Linked DNA regions of Gossypium hirsutum: region 1 is linked to region 2. A link is a contact called in public Hi-C data. All regions are on one chromosome and are shown on one strand. The core of a region is the stretch at or near the end of the contact, and the rest is flanking DNA. Distances in the headings are between cores, read along the strand shown.

What was found. A called contact is a pair of places that touch in the nucleus more often than the background predicts.
Region 1: a Hi-C map of leaf shows a contact between it and region 2, with 2.3 times the contacts expected there. The contact joins the promoter of LOC107948916 here to the promoter of LOC107948056 in region 2. A contact is called at or near these places in 2 of 34 Hi-C or Micro-C datasets (both in leaf).

What each region holds. Positions count from the first base shown.
Region 1 is chrA04:74,185,194-74,192,036 of Gossypium_hirsutum_v2.1, forward strand. LOC107948916 (mannose-1-phosphate guanylyltransferase 1) reads left to right here and starts at 4,732. Exons shown (of 5, transcript XM_016883580.2): 1 at 4,732-4,977; 2 at 5,147-5,286; 3 at 5,563-5,625; 4 at 5,738-5,977; 5 at 6,065-6,843. The coding sequence starts at 5,176. The coding sequence ends at 6,736.
Region 2 is chrA04:73,868,490-73,874,919 of Gossypium_hirsutum_v2.1, forward strand. LOC107948056 (ribulose bisphosphate carboxylase/oxygenase activase 2, chloroplastic) reads right to left here and starts at 4,073. Exons shown (of 7, transcript XM_041111373.1): 1 at 3,926-4,073; 2 at 3,355-3,653; 3 at 3,148-3,253; 4 at 2,963-3,048; 5 at 2,316-2,788; 6 at 1,949-2,230; 7 at 1,377-1,845. The coding sequence starts at 3,970. The coding sequence ends at 1,733.

The DNA of each region.
Region 1 (6,843 bases), core at 3,482-5,981, 320 kb after region 2:
CCTTTTCTTTGGTAGCCATGCTCAAGTCTATACGCATACTCTTATCCATTGTCGCTGCTCTTGATTATGAGATCTAGCAAATGGATGTCAAGACAACAATCTTGAATGGCTATCTTGATGAGACCATTTACATGACTCAACCCACTAGCTATGTCGTTAAAGGAAATGAGCAAAAAGTTTGCAAACTACTAAGATTCATTTATGGACTTAAGCAGGCGTCCCACTCATGGAATAAAAGATTTGATCAAACAATCAAGACTTTTGGACTTGAGCAAAATGCTAATAAAGCTTATGTCTATAAGCGTATAAAGGAATTCAAATCCTCAAAGATTAAAAGAACAAAATGACAACTTTTTCTCAAGCTTCATACATCGATAAGGTATTGGAACGTTTTGCAATGACTGATGTAGAGCCAGACATTCAGCCAACTGCATCAGGTTTTCATCTTTCTTTAGACGACTATCCTAAGCAGAAGAAAGAAAACATATGAGTAAGGTTCCATATGCTTTGGTAGTTGGAAGCCTTATGTATGCAATGCTTTACACACGTCCAAATATTTGTTTCATTATAGGAATGGTTAGTTGATATCAAGCAAATCCAGATCTCAGGCATTGGCAAGTTGTAAAGCATATATTAAGGTATCTTAAAAGAACCATGAATTATATGTTTGTTTATTCTAGGGACAATCTTACTCTTGTTGGATACATAGACTCAGGCTTCCTAACCTGTAAAGATTCGAGGAAACCGACGTCAGGAAATGTATTCGTTCTAGGCCGTGGAGACATAGTATGGAGAAGTGTAAAACAAACTTGCACTACAGGCTCTACTATGGAGGTCGAGTATATGGCTGCTTTTAAGGCAACTAAAGAAGCAATATGGCTTCGAAAGTTCTTAACCGAACTTGAAGTTATTCTTGGTATGGAAAAAGCTATAACACTATATTGTGATAACAGTGCTGCAATAAATAATACCAAGGAAACGATAAGTCACAAGAGGACAAAATACATTGATCAAAAGTATCACTTGATACGAGAGGCAATAGCTGAAGGAATTATAGATGTGATGAAAGTAGCTTCTAAAAATAACCTTGTGGATTTGTTTACTGAGACTCTTGTAACTAGGAGTTTTAACCAACACGTCGAGGATATGGGAATGCGAAACATGACACATTTACTTCACTAGGACAAGTGGGAGATTGTTGGGAAATGTGTCCATATTATAGTAAACATGTAACTGTTTTCTATTTATTTGAATGGTGAATAAATAAATAAAATTAATTTTACATTTCACTACTATGTCTTTTGTATTTTGCATGCATAGCAAAATTATGACAAGCAAATATTAACTCATTAATTATCTAAAGTTCAAACTGAAGATAAGTGGCATTGTAAAGGATGTTTACATTGCGAAAAAGATAATTTACTTCAGTAGATAACCTAAATGAGTCTGTAATCTCGTAAAAGAATCAAAGTAAGCATTTGCTTGCAATACTGAAAAGGATTATTATGCCATCTACAATTCCAATTGGAGAGATGAGTAGTCTTAGTTATCAGAGCAGTTGATTTCACGAGTGGAGACATAGATGTATTCATTGGTAGAATGATACATTAGACTGGACCCAAGACGAATTAATTCTAAATTCGTTTATGAACTAATTCACTTGTGATGTTCATGGTATGATCTACCTAAATCCTGAATTAGTCACTAACCATGCGTATGCAACTTATATGCTTTGATATATGTGGAGGTTTATGCTCTAAAGATGATCGAGCCCATAGCTGATATGTTGGGTACATGACTTGTGTTTGGCATGGCTTTAGTAGCAACACTGGAATTCATAGCTCAATTAAAGAGTTAATGATATCCTTTTATTGGCATTGTGTGGATTGATAAATATGGAACTTGGTCACGGGTTGCTTGTTCTCGAATGAGCAATTTATCACAACCATTTGTTGACAGTGACCATATTAATCATTAAGAAGATACAATGATGATAATGAGATAAAATAAAATTGTATTGAGTGAATAGATTTAACTCAAAGGAATCAAAGATATCATATGAGGGTAACATACACATGATGAGGTCATTGGACAAAGCAGTTGATGAATTGCTTCCGTAAAGAGTATACAATAAGGAGTTTTCAATCATGGTACTTCTTGTGGACTGACTCCATGATTAAGTAATTGTGAATTATCGGAATAATGCTTCTGGACATAATTGCAATCACTAGAACCTAATTGTATATGTCCGATTGGTCCCTCCGTTAGCTCAAAAGAAGCTCAATCAGATTGCATTTGAATTAAAAGAAAATTCTACGACTTTGGGAATAATCTAATTGAGTCAATTTATTCAAAGTTGAATTAAAATAGGCGGTCGTAAGAATTGTTCAACTCGAAAATTTGATTAAAGAATTTTTTTGAAAAATTAATTTGCAAAATTTAAGTGATTTTTGGAAAAATTAATTTTGATACAGTAAAATTAAATTAATCAAATCAATTAAAATTAATATGGTATTTTTGAAAATTAATTTTCAAGTCAGAAAATTGGCCAAATGGGTAATTGAACTTGAAAATTGGATCTGAGATCGTAATTTGCGCCTAAGAGCCCAGAAACCGAGACCAAGACCCAAAAACTGGTCGAAATGGGCTCAGAATATGAAACTGTACTAACGGTCCAATCGGTGGCTAGACTGGACCGGTCGGGTCACCATGGACCTGGATCGAACTGGCTCGGGTGCATAAGGGTGTCACACCTGCATCATCGGACACGATGGTTCTGGTGCCAGAGGCTGCGACGATGACATCTCAGTGGCCGACGGCGGTTGGCTATCGGTGGTTGAGCAGTGGAAAAGTTACACTACTGGGACTCTACTAGAGAATTTGATTTCAGATTAATTATTCCAAAAATAATATTGTTTTAATAGTTTAATATTAAATTTAATTTAATAATTATCTTATTGTATTTTATTAATTTAATGTTAAAGTGATTATCTTATTATTTTAATGAGATTTAATATTAAATTTAATCTAATATTTATCTTAATAAATATTATATTATTTTAATATTAAAATGATTAAGTTTAATTATAGTTGAACTCTCTAAACTCTTCTTATATAACGAGAGCCTTAGGTCATTATTCACACACTTGAATTCAAGAGAAAGTTATAGAGAGAAAATTCTCTAAAGAGATTATTTCAAAAAATTTCTAGAGATATTTTCTGATTTACAACTTGACCCAAAATTTTAGAGAAATTACAAAATTACCTTACTGGTAATTTTTGTGAAAATTTTTTGATTCTAAACGAGCCCATAGTTGGCAGACATGAGCTTGAGGATAGCAAAGAAAACTACCTAGTCGAAGCGCTCATCCTAGACAAATCGAAATGGTACAATTTTGATTAAGTGTTTATTACTTTAGATATTACAACCAATATCTTGTTTTGGAAAAACTCTAGTTCCAACATGTTCAAGTGAATTAAATTGCATATTACACTAGAATTTATGCCTCTAGTGGAAGATTTAGATAGATAAGACTGAGAGGAGACTTTATCGTGTAAGACTTTGATACACTTGTGCCGAATAGTGAGACCAAGACGAAATCTATATGCCTAGGTAAGATCGAGAGGAGAACTTAGGTGGTATCTTTTAGTCTAGGATGAGACTGAGAAGAGATTCTTAGTTAAAAGTGACAAACAATATAATCATCAAAGGTTTATTAGCTTAGTTAGTAATCCAAGACTCATTCAACCATCATTTCAATCCATTTGTATAGTTTCTAGTGAAAAGGAAGAAAGTTAATTTGATATTTTTATTTGTTAATTTAAATTTAGTTTACAAATAACTTGCATTTGAATTTGCACTAATAATTTATGACGTGATTAGATTAACAATTGTTTAACTTGTAAAACTTGATAAGACATTTACCAATTTGACAATCTTTTGAGTTCTATCCTAGGAATGCTCTAGTGTTCCATTGACATTACAAATATTACAAATAACCTTCTACACTTTGCAATTAAAACCACACTTTTAAATCGTTTTATAAAATTATTTATTTTCTGTGCACACGCGCATGTGATCAATGAGCTACAATATACAAGCTTTGTTCCATTCCTCAATGCTACTTAATCCTAAACCACCCTCAGACATTGGTAGACAGATTAATTGCCAATAGACACTAATACCAGTAACACTACAATCCTTGCCTTTCCAAAAAAAACTTTGAACATAGATGGGATACTTTTGAGAATAGTTTTTGGGCAACAAAAACTACCTACACCAAAAACCCTGCATGTTGTAGAGCATGACTTTGAGTAGCTGCAACCTGCCAGCAAAGCTTAGGTGGCGAGCAGACCAATGCTTGATTTTGATAGCATCTTCTCAATCAAGGGCTTGTAATCAAAGATAATAAATTTTCGTAGTTATAAGTTTTTATACAAAATATTAACAAGTTAAATATTAAAGAAAATCATTTATATTGTGAGGATTGATACTAATAAATAGCCATACATTTTGCCTCAAAAATCTATTCAACTAGGAGCAAAATTGAATTCCAACTTAATAGTGTGAAATGTTATTTTAATGGTGTCCATAGAAATTAATTAAAATGTATTTTAATGCATTTATTTAATATTTATTTTTTTAAATAATACTTTAATTTTTTAATAAATATCATCCTAATCAACTGATACCATTTAATATTTCCTAATTTAGGAAGGAAAAAAAACACACACACACACAAGAGAAAAATTGGAAGGCCACTTTATCAGACTAGCCCACATGGCCTCAGGTGGCAATGGCCTTGTAAATTCATGAAGGAATCAAAAGCTTGGCTTTAACTTGGACGAGGTGTCCCCATAAGAGCATTAATTTCATCCAATTTATTTCCAGATTTGTTCCGAGAAAAGACCGCCAAGATCTCTGTCACAGTCACAGGCTGACAGTTCTTACAAATAAACTCCGATCAAGCCACTTCTGTAAGTCTAGTTCAAGTTCCTTACATGTTCCAATGTCTCCGCCACCTTAGATCCATCTATGATCAAACGTCCCCTATTTTTGCTATTTATGATTTATGGGATTTGTTATTAGATACACTAACGACTCACTGCTTGAGATAATCCATGGTATGGGTCATATAATTTACAGGAAATTCAGATATTTTGTGAGGTATCAGGATGAAAGCACTCATTCTTGTTGGTGGATTTGGAACACGATTGAGACCGTTGACTCTTAGCGTCCCAAAGCCTTTGGTGGATTTTGCTAACAAACCCATGATACTGCATCAGGTTTATTATATTTTATTTTAGATTTTTCCTCATCGTCTTTGGTTTACTTCTTGTTTGTTGTTGGTGATTTTATATTCCTGGAAATATTTGTAGATTTTCAAAAAAGGTAATCCTGTTTAAAATGGGTTTAAGATTTATTTAGACCTGGCTTTTGTTACAAAGATAAATTTGGTGATTCTATGACTAAAAAAAAAAAAAAGTGTGAAGCTTTACGTGGTGTTGTTAAACGAATGATTGTACATAGTTCGTTTGTTTCTTTTTTTTTAATACTACCAGATTGAAGCTCTCAAAGCTATTGGAGTTACTGAAGTTGTTCTGGCCATCAATTACCAACCAGAGGTAACATAGAAAAGTGCCCATTTATGGCTGCAAATTTTCATATTGATGACTGTTTGTTATTGATTTTTTTTCCTTGAAGTTAGTTTTTTATATTGCTCCATTGATTTTGCAGGTTATGTTAAATTTCCTAAAAGAATTTGAGAAAAAGCTTGGCATTAAAATCACCTGCTCACAGGAGACTGAACCACTTGGCACAGCTGGTCCTATTGCTCTGGCTAGAGACAAGTTGATCGATGGCTCTGGTGAGCCATTTTTTGTCCTCAATAGTGATGTTATAAGTGAATATCCACTAAAAGAAATGGTAAATTTTCACAAGGGTCATGGAGGAGAAGCTTCCATTATGGTGACAAAGGTAATGTAGTAAACTGGGTTTAGCATTCTTGAGAAAAAGATTGCCATTAAAATCACCTCCTCACAAGGATCTTTCTTTTGTTTCAAGGTGGATGAGCCATCGAAATATGGTGTTGTAGTCATGGAAGAAACTACAGGCAAAGTTGAAAAGTTTGTCGAGAAACCACAAATATTTGTTGGTAACAAAATCAATGCTGGGATTTACTTGTTGAACCCATCTGTTCTTAACCGAATAGAACTGAGACCCACCTCAATTGAGAAAGAAGTGTTCCCAAAGATTGCAGCAGAGAATAAGCTTTATGCGATGGTGCTGCCTGGGTTCTGGATGGACATTGGACAACCAAAGGATTACATTACTGGCCTGAGAATGTACTTAAAGTCGTTGCGTAAAAAATCCTCTACCAAGTTGTCAACTGGATCTCATTTTGTTGGGAATGTTTTGGTAGATGAGAGTGCTGTAATTGGCTATGGGTGCCTCATTGGACCTGATGTAGCCATTGGTCCAGGATGTATAATTGAGTCCGGGGTAAGGTTGTCACGCTGTACCATAATGCGCGGAGTTCGTATCAAGAAGTATACTTGCGTCTCCAATAGCATTATTGGCTGGCATTCCACTGTTGGAAAGTGGGCACGGTTGGAAAACATGACGATCTTAGGAGAAGATGTTCATCTTGGAGATGAAGTTTATAGCAATGGAGGTGTTGTCCTGCCTCACAAGGAGATAAAGTCTAGTATTTTGAAGCCAGAAATTGTCATGTGATCACAAGGTTGAGCTTGGAATCAACATTTTGAGAGTTCGAAATTGCAATTTGGTTGTCTGCATTACCCTTTTTGTTTCCCTTCTTTTCTTGTTATTCTTAGGCAAAT
Region 2 (6,430 bases), core at 2,823-5,322:
CTAAGTTTGATTTTAGATCACCTTAATTGTTGTTTCAACATAGGATTTAAGGATTGATTATGTTACATAGTTATTGGACCTCACAAGAAATGAATTAATCTTTTTTTCTCAAAACATTCTTCCTTTTATGTTTATCAATGCTTGTCCCGACAAGCATCATGTGGTTCGCCAAAATATACTTGTATATTTTAATAAATCCTAGGGATAGTTGATGAATTAAGTGCTCACCACACTGAGCAGACTTAAAAAGATTTTTAAGAACCCATTCTTTTTAGCAGCAGGTTAAGAGGGAATCTTGTAGATAAATTTATGCAAATATTTTAAGTTTCTTTGAAACTTGGTAGAAGATAAGGATTTGAAAACTTTCAAACCTCAAACCCATTTTTTTGACTCTAATGAAAGAAAAAAAGGTGACTCAGATGGCTTGGCTTGGCTTGGGGGACAAAACAAAATATTTTTATAACATATTGCCCTCATTAGTTTAATCAGCAGCACATCAACTTGCACTTGAAGCATAATAATTCTTTTTTTTTTCTTTTTGCCTATTAAACTAATAAGAAAGAATAAAGAAGCTTTTTGCTGATAATTTAGCCTCACATCATGTCAGGCAGACGACATCGTGATTCTATAGTATTGTCTGATAACCGACGCTAAGACTTAATCCCCATCTCGGATAAATACTGCCTTCATAATCTGAATTGTTTCAGCAGCCTGTATTTTCTTTATCTTGTAAACTTTAGGTGAGATTCTGCTATTACATCATATACTTTTGTGAATTTAATATTTATACTTAATTTAATTAATTTTAATTTTTTAAAGTTTAAAATTTTGGTTATGATTAAATAGTAATAATTAAATTTGTTTAATTAAATTCTACTATTAATTTTATATTATGTGTAAAATCTTCAATTATATCATTCTTAGGCGCTATATTTTTAAAATTTTGAAAGTAAACGACATTCATTAAAGCTATTAACTAATTTTTATTGTGAGTTATATTTGAAGATGATAAGTTGTCGTAACATTACACATGCTAACACATCAAAATTTAAAAATAATAGAACTTAATGAATTTAATAATTTAATAATTTGTCATTTGGTTAGGACTAAAATTTTAAAATTTTAAAAGTATAAAAATTAAAAATAACTAAATCTATAAGTTACATAAAGTACAGGGTCTAATAACAAATTTTAACCTATATTTTAGTACCAATGGCAACAGGGAAAAAAACAAACACAGCTCTCCCAACCTTGGCTCAAGTTAAGTGGAACCTTTTACAGATTTTGCATACAGTTGGAGCACCATGGAACCCTTTTTGGACGATGGTTTTCTGGATCCTTCTCACAATTATTTTCAGCATGTGCTTCTCGTTTAAAAAATTAGTGCAAATTCTTGTTGCTTGTCGGCCATTAAAATACTAGGCTACAATACAACTTTTTGCACAAATCAGTATGTGCATAAAGTTTAAGAAGGCCCATTTGAAGCTACATCGAGACGATTAGGTGGGCTAGATCCATAAACAGGGGATAAGGTGATTTACAGTGGGAATGTCGGCATAACTCAACTTACATGTAGCACATACAGGGTCTAATGCACAACTATGTTGACTCAGTTGTGAAAACTATGGGATTAAATTATAGAAGCACGTGCTAAAATAAAATTACCGAAGTACTACTCTATCAAACATATGCCCATTTTGGAGATTATTTTCCCTTCATGGCATTGACATTTTTAATTGTAAACACAGCTCCCATCATCGCTACGGGCCGTTGGATCGAAGTTTGCTGCCGATGGGTCAGTGCAGCCTTCAGGGACAGGAAGACTAACCTGCTGAGCTGCTTTGCCTGCAGCCAAACAATTATGAAAAGCTTACATGTAAGCTTCCTATATCCTTTATTGTGTTTTTCATTTATTTATAATCCTAAAGCCACCATCAAGGGGTCTAACCATAGAAACTTCCATTCTTGATGGCATCATCATTAGCATCTCCAAGAGCTGCCTCTTTCAAGTACTTATCAGACAACTGCACTCTCTTCACGTTCTCTTGTTCTTGGACAAGCATGTTTCCATACTCAAGTAGCTTCTGAAGAGTCATTTCGGGCTGCTCGAAAGTAGGAGGTCCCTCCCTCGAATTCACAAGTCTTTTGCCAACATTTTGCAGCCCAACATCTGAAATCCATTTCCTCACTTCATCGTCATATACTCTTGCCCTGAGAGCACCAAAGAAATCTGCAACAAAAGTAATTAAAGATAATTAGCGTTCTCTCGTCAGCAACCAATAGGAAATATCCTCAATTCAAAGATGGGTAATCACCAATAGATTGTCCAAGGAAAGTGTCAACAAGCTTGATAATGTCTTCCCGAGGAACATTGTCAGTTCTGAAAATACCCGAGCACACCCCAATCCTATCTTCCCGAGTAGGGGCCCAGTAGAATTTCTCCATACGACCATCACGGATAAGAGGAGCATACAATGTGGAGAAGTCATTACCGGTAACTATGATAGGAACACGAGGGTTCTCTTCCTTGTTGTACATACCAGGGAGCTGAACATTTGTAGGGTTATCAGCAATGTTCATGAGGGTAGCATTCACCATTTGATTGTTGACCGTGTATTGGGTGGTTCCTCCCATCCTTCCCGCACCTGCATCGAGATCGTTGATAAAGAGGCAACACATCTTTCCCTTTCTGATGATATCTGCTGCCTCACGATACCTTTGCCTAATCAATTTTGCAGGCTCTCCAGCATTCCCACTTTCCAGTTCACCAGCACTCATCATAATGGGACTGGATATTGTCAACAGATTTAAAGATTAAGGATGTAAATGAAAATTTGAAGGTTCTTGTTATAAAAAATCAAGCAATTTGTGTCAAACTAATAGGCTAACAAATGTCAACAATTTTCCTGAATCACTCAAGTATGTGAAAGAGAGGGATGGAACAATAAGGATATAGACTTACTTGATTCCCATCTTGGCAAAGACAAGCTCACATTGGAATGATTTCCCTTGGCCTTTACCTCCCCAAATACCCAAAATAAGAGGAACCTGTCACAGTTATTCACAAAAGTATCCAACTTTATTGATATTCATCAAAATGATAGACTTAGCTGATTAAACATATCTCGAAACATTTTATGAACAAACCTTAATATTTGGCAGATTCAAGAAGTTTTTTGTGATGTGAACAACAACCTTGTCCATGAACGCAGGAGCAATGTAGAACCCATCAATGATATTGTCATAGTTGAACCTACAAACAGTTGAGCGACGTCAATTCCCACACTACAATTCCATGATTTCTTCAAATTTGCATAAACTTTTTAACATGAAATCCCTTAGCATGCAACTTACGTGCGAAGACCTTGACTGATGTAGTCATAGGAGCTCATGATAGCATGGTGAGTTCCAGTTCCCACAGGAGCCTGGAAGAGAGTGTCCACCATTCCCTTTCCTCTGGTAATATCCTGTTGGTCATCAGATTCATCATGGACGAGTTCCACCCACCTGTCTTTTGAGGTCTGCTTATATTCACTAACAACCTTGAAATTCTTGGGAAAAACCTTGTTCTGGTTGACCTTTGAGGTACCCTTCGTCACACTTTTTCCCAAGAATATTGAGCTTGGACTTGGACCACGGCCATTCGACTTCAGCTGTAACAAAGAAACTCTCTTTTTAACTACAACACCACAAGCTTCTAATAAAATAACAGAATGCATATCCTTATTACTTAATTATGATCTTCTTCTTAACTGTATATAAACAAGAAACAAATGACTAGAAATGCATTTCTTTTTCCCTCTAGGAGTTAAAAGACGATTAAAACAATGAAGAAGAGACAGTTGAAGGACTACAAAGTCGAGAGACGCTACGGTAATGACTAAGACAAGATCAAAAAAATAGGCGGGAAAAAACATAGTAATACCGGCACTCTGTTAACAGCTCCAACGGCTGGGACAGCAGTAGCCATGTCTCAACGGCTGAGATCAGAATTGGGAAAGTCTAAAAAAGAAAAAACTCGAAACAGTTGCTGGAGTGTTGTGGTTTGAAGATGAAGTTAGGTGTGGTGGGGGACTTTATAGGGAGGAGGTATTGGAAGGAAGTGGGCAAAACCTGTGGATTAGCTTACGAATTGGCTAACGGCCATACATTTACAATTTGGAGTTTTATGAGGGGGCATTTGGTGAGGTAGACGTTTGTTTTGGATGTGGGGCTAGTTTTGGTTACATACAAATAAAATGGAGGCTTCGCGGAACAGTGTTGCCTATGAGCTTGGGGTTTAAGCTTATGTTCCCCACCCAAATGGTTTGGCCTGCGTCAATTAAACAGCTACCCATTTTTTTTTTATCGAAATCAAGATATTATTGCTGATAACAATAATTAATTTCTTTTGTTACCGAGTAATCTCCAGAAAAATAAAATAAATGGTTAGTCAGAGCTATCCATATTAAACATTGCCTACAACTTTGTATTTTTCTTTATTGGTAAGTTTGTTGAAACATTTTTAATATATATAGTGTTTCAAAGTATGAACTAAAAGTTAATGTAACTTTATTATTAATAAAAAAATTCTGAATTATGTATTTTAAATTTAAAAGTTATGTTATTTAATTATTAACAAATATTCATAATTATTCAATAGAAACGGTATAAAAATGTCTTTATAATTAGAGTTATGCAAAGATTTGATAATTAATAATCGTTTTAGAAAGAAAATCTTCTAGCAGGACTTCCTACTTCATTAGGAGAAAAGATTAGAAATCAAATTAGAGGAAATTACAGATATATTATTTCATATGAAAAACCTTACCTATGGTGAACTAATTAGTTTCGCCTAAAAAAAAGATTAAAAATTTGTCAAGATTTAAAATTACAAAAACAACTTAAAATGAATACCCATAAAAAATAATACTAGATGATAAACCAATAAAGGAGCAGTTGAATCTCAACATTCTCCTTTAATGGAGGTTCAATATCTTCACAAAAATATTAGAATAAAAGTAAGTTCTTTAAGAATGAGAGCTCCTGGTAGTGCAGGAAAATAAATCTCATCAAAAGTTATTAAAATGATAGTAGAATAAAATAACGATACAAATATCAATTTTCATACAATATGAAAACAATTAGATTATATTGAAGATTTGGTAGAAATTCACCTAATAAAAAAAGAATCATAATTATTCAAATAGATATCTATTGAATAATTATGATTATACTAAAGATATGACTATTCATTTGGATAATTATGTTCCTATAAAGAGATATGAGACCTCGTATAAATAAGAGTAAAATTTTATTCGTATGATACACTTAAAAACATAGAAACTAAGTTTAGTTTTGTTCTCCCACTGTATCTTTATTTTTAGATTTTTTTTATAAAGAAATATTATGAAAATTCTTAAAAGGTAGATTTAAAATAATAATTAATATTTATATTTAAATCTCAAACTTAGTGGGAATATCTTATTTTTTGTTCATTAACTATGTAATAATATAAACTTGAGAACATCATCCGTGGTTGCATTGTACTTTAATCAAGAAAAAGGGGTGTGGTTGTTGGCAGTTGAAGATAAATTAAATTGAATGCCGGATGGCATTGGCAACTCCAGAAACTTCTCCGTTCAATGTAAGAAAAAGAAACCAACAATGTGGCCAAATACATGACAAGAGGACGTCGGTTCTTTGGTTTCAAAGTGCAGCTGTCACGATCTTGAAAAGACATCGTGTTATTTTAGTTTGGGGTTTTGGGCCTGCATTGAACCGAGCTGTGACCAAACTGGCTCTGATTAATTCTTGACCTTCTTATCTTGTTATTGATTTGAAAAAACAGTGCAGTTCGAGATGCTTCCCAGCAATTCTATTTTTGTCTAAGGAGATCTATACAATTCTATTTTGTTTTATCTAAAGTTCTCATCAATTTATGAGAAGCATATAAATGGTTTTAATTTTTCTAATATTTTTAGTGTATTTATAAATTTTAATAATTTTTATTTTTTAATTTTTTAAAATTTTTTTTAAATATACATATCACATCAACACATTTATCCACTCGTGTCAGCTTTTCAATGATTTCATTTATCATATCACTTAGTGTTAATAGTTAAATGGGTTAACGGCTATTTTCATTATGGAAGAGTTTAATTATTTTTTTGAATTTTTCTATTTATTTTTATTTTTTGAAACTTTATTTTTTTAAATTTCAACAATTGAATTAAAAATCGATGGTCTAGTCGTCTTAACCACCAATCCAATTCTTACAATAGGTTTTTTTATTTATGAAGGATCTTTTATTTTCTTTCATCATTTTTTTTTTTGGCTTCTATGTTGATAATAATGGGTGGTTAAATGATAAGAGATGTGATATGACTTAACCCCGAAAATAGGAAAAGAATGATAGAATTGGGAGAGGCAAGAGAATAAGAAAGGAAAG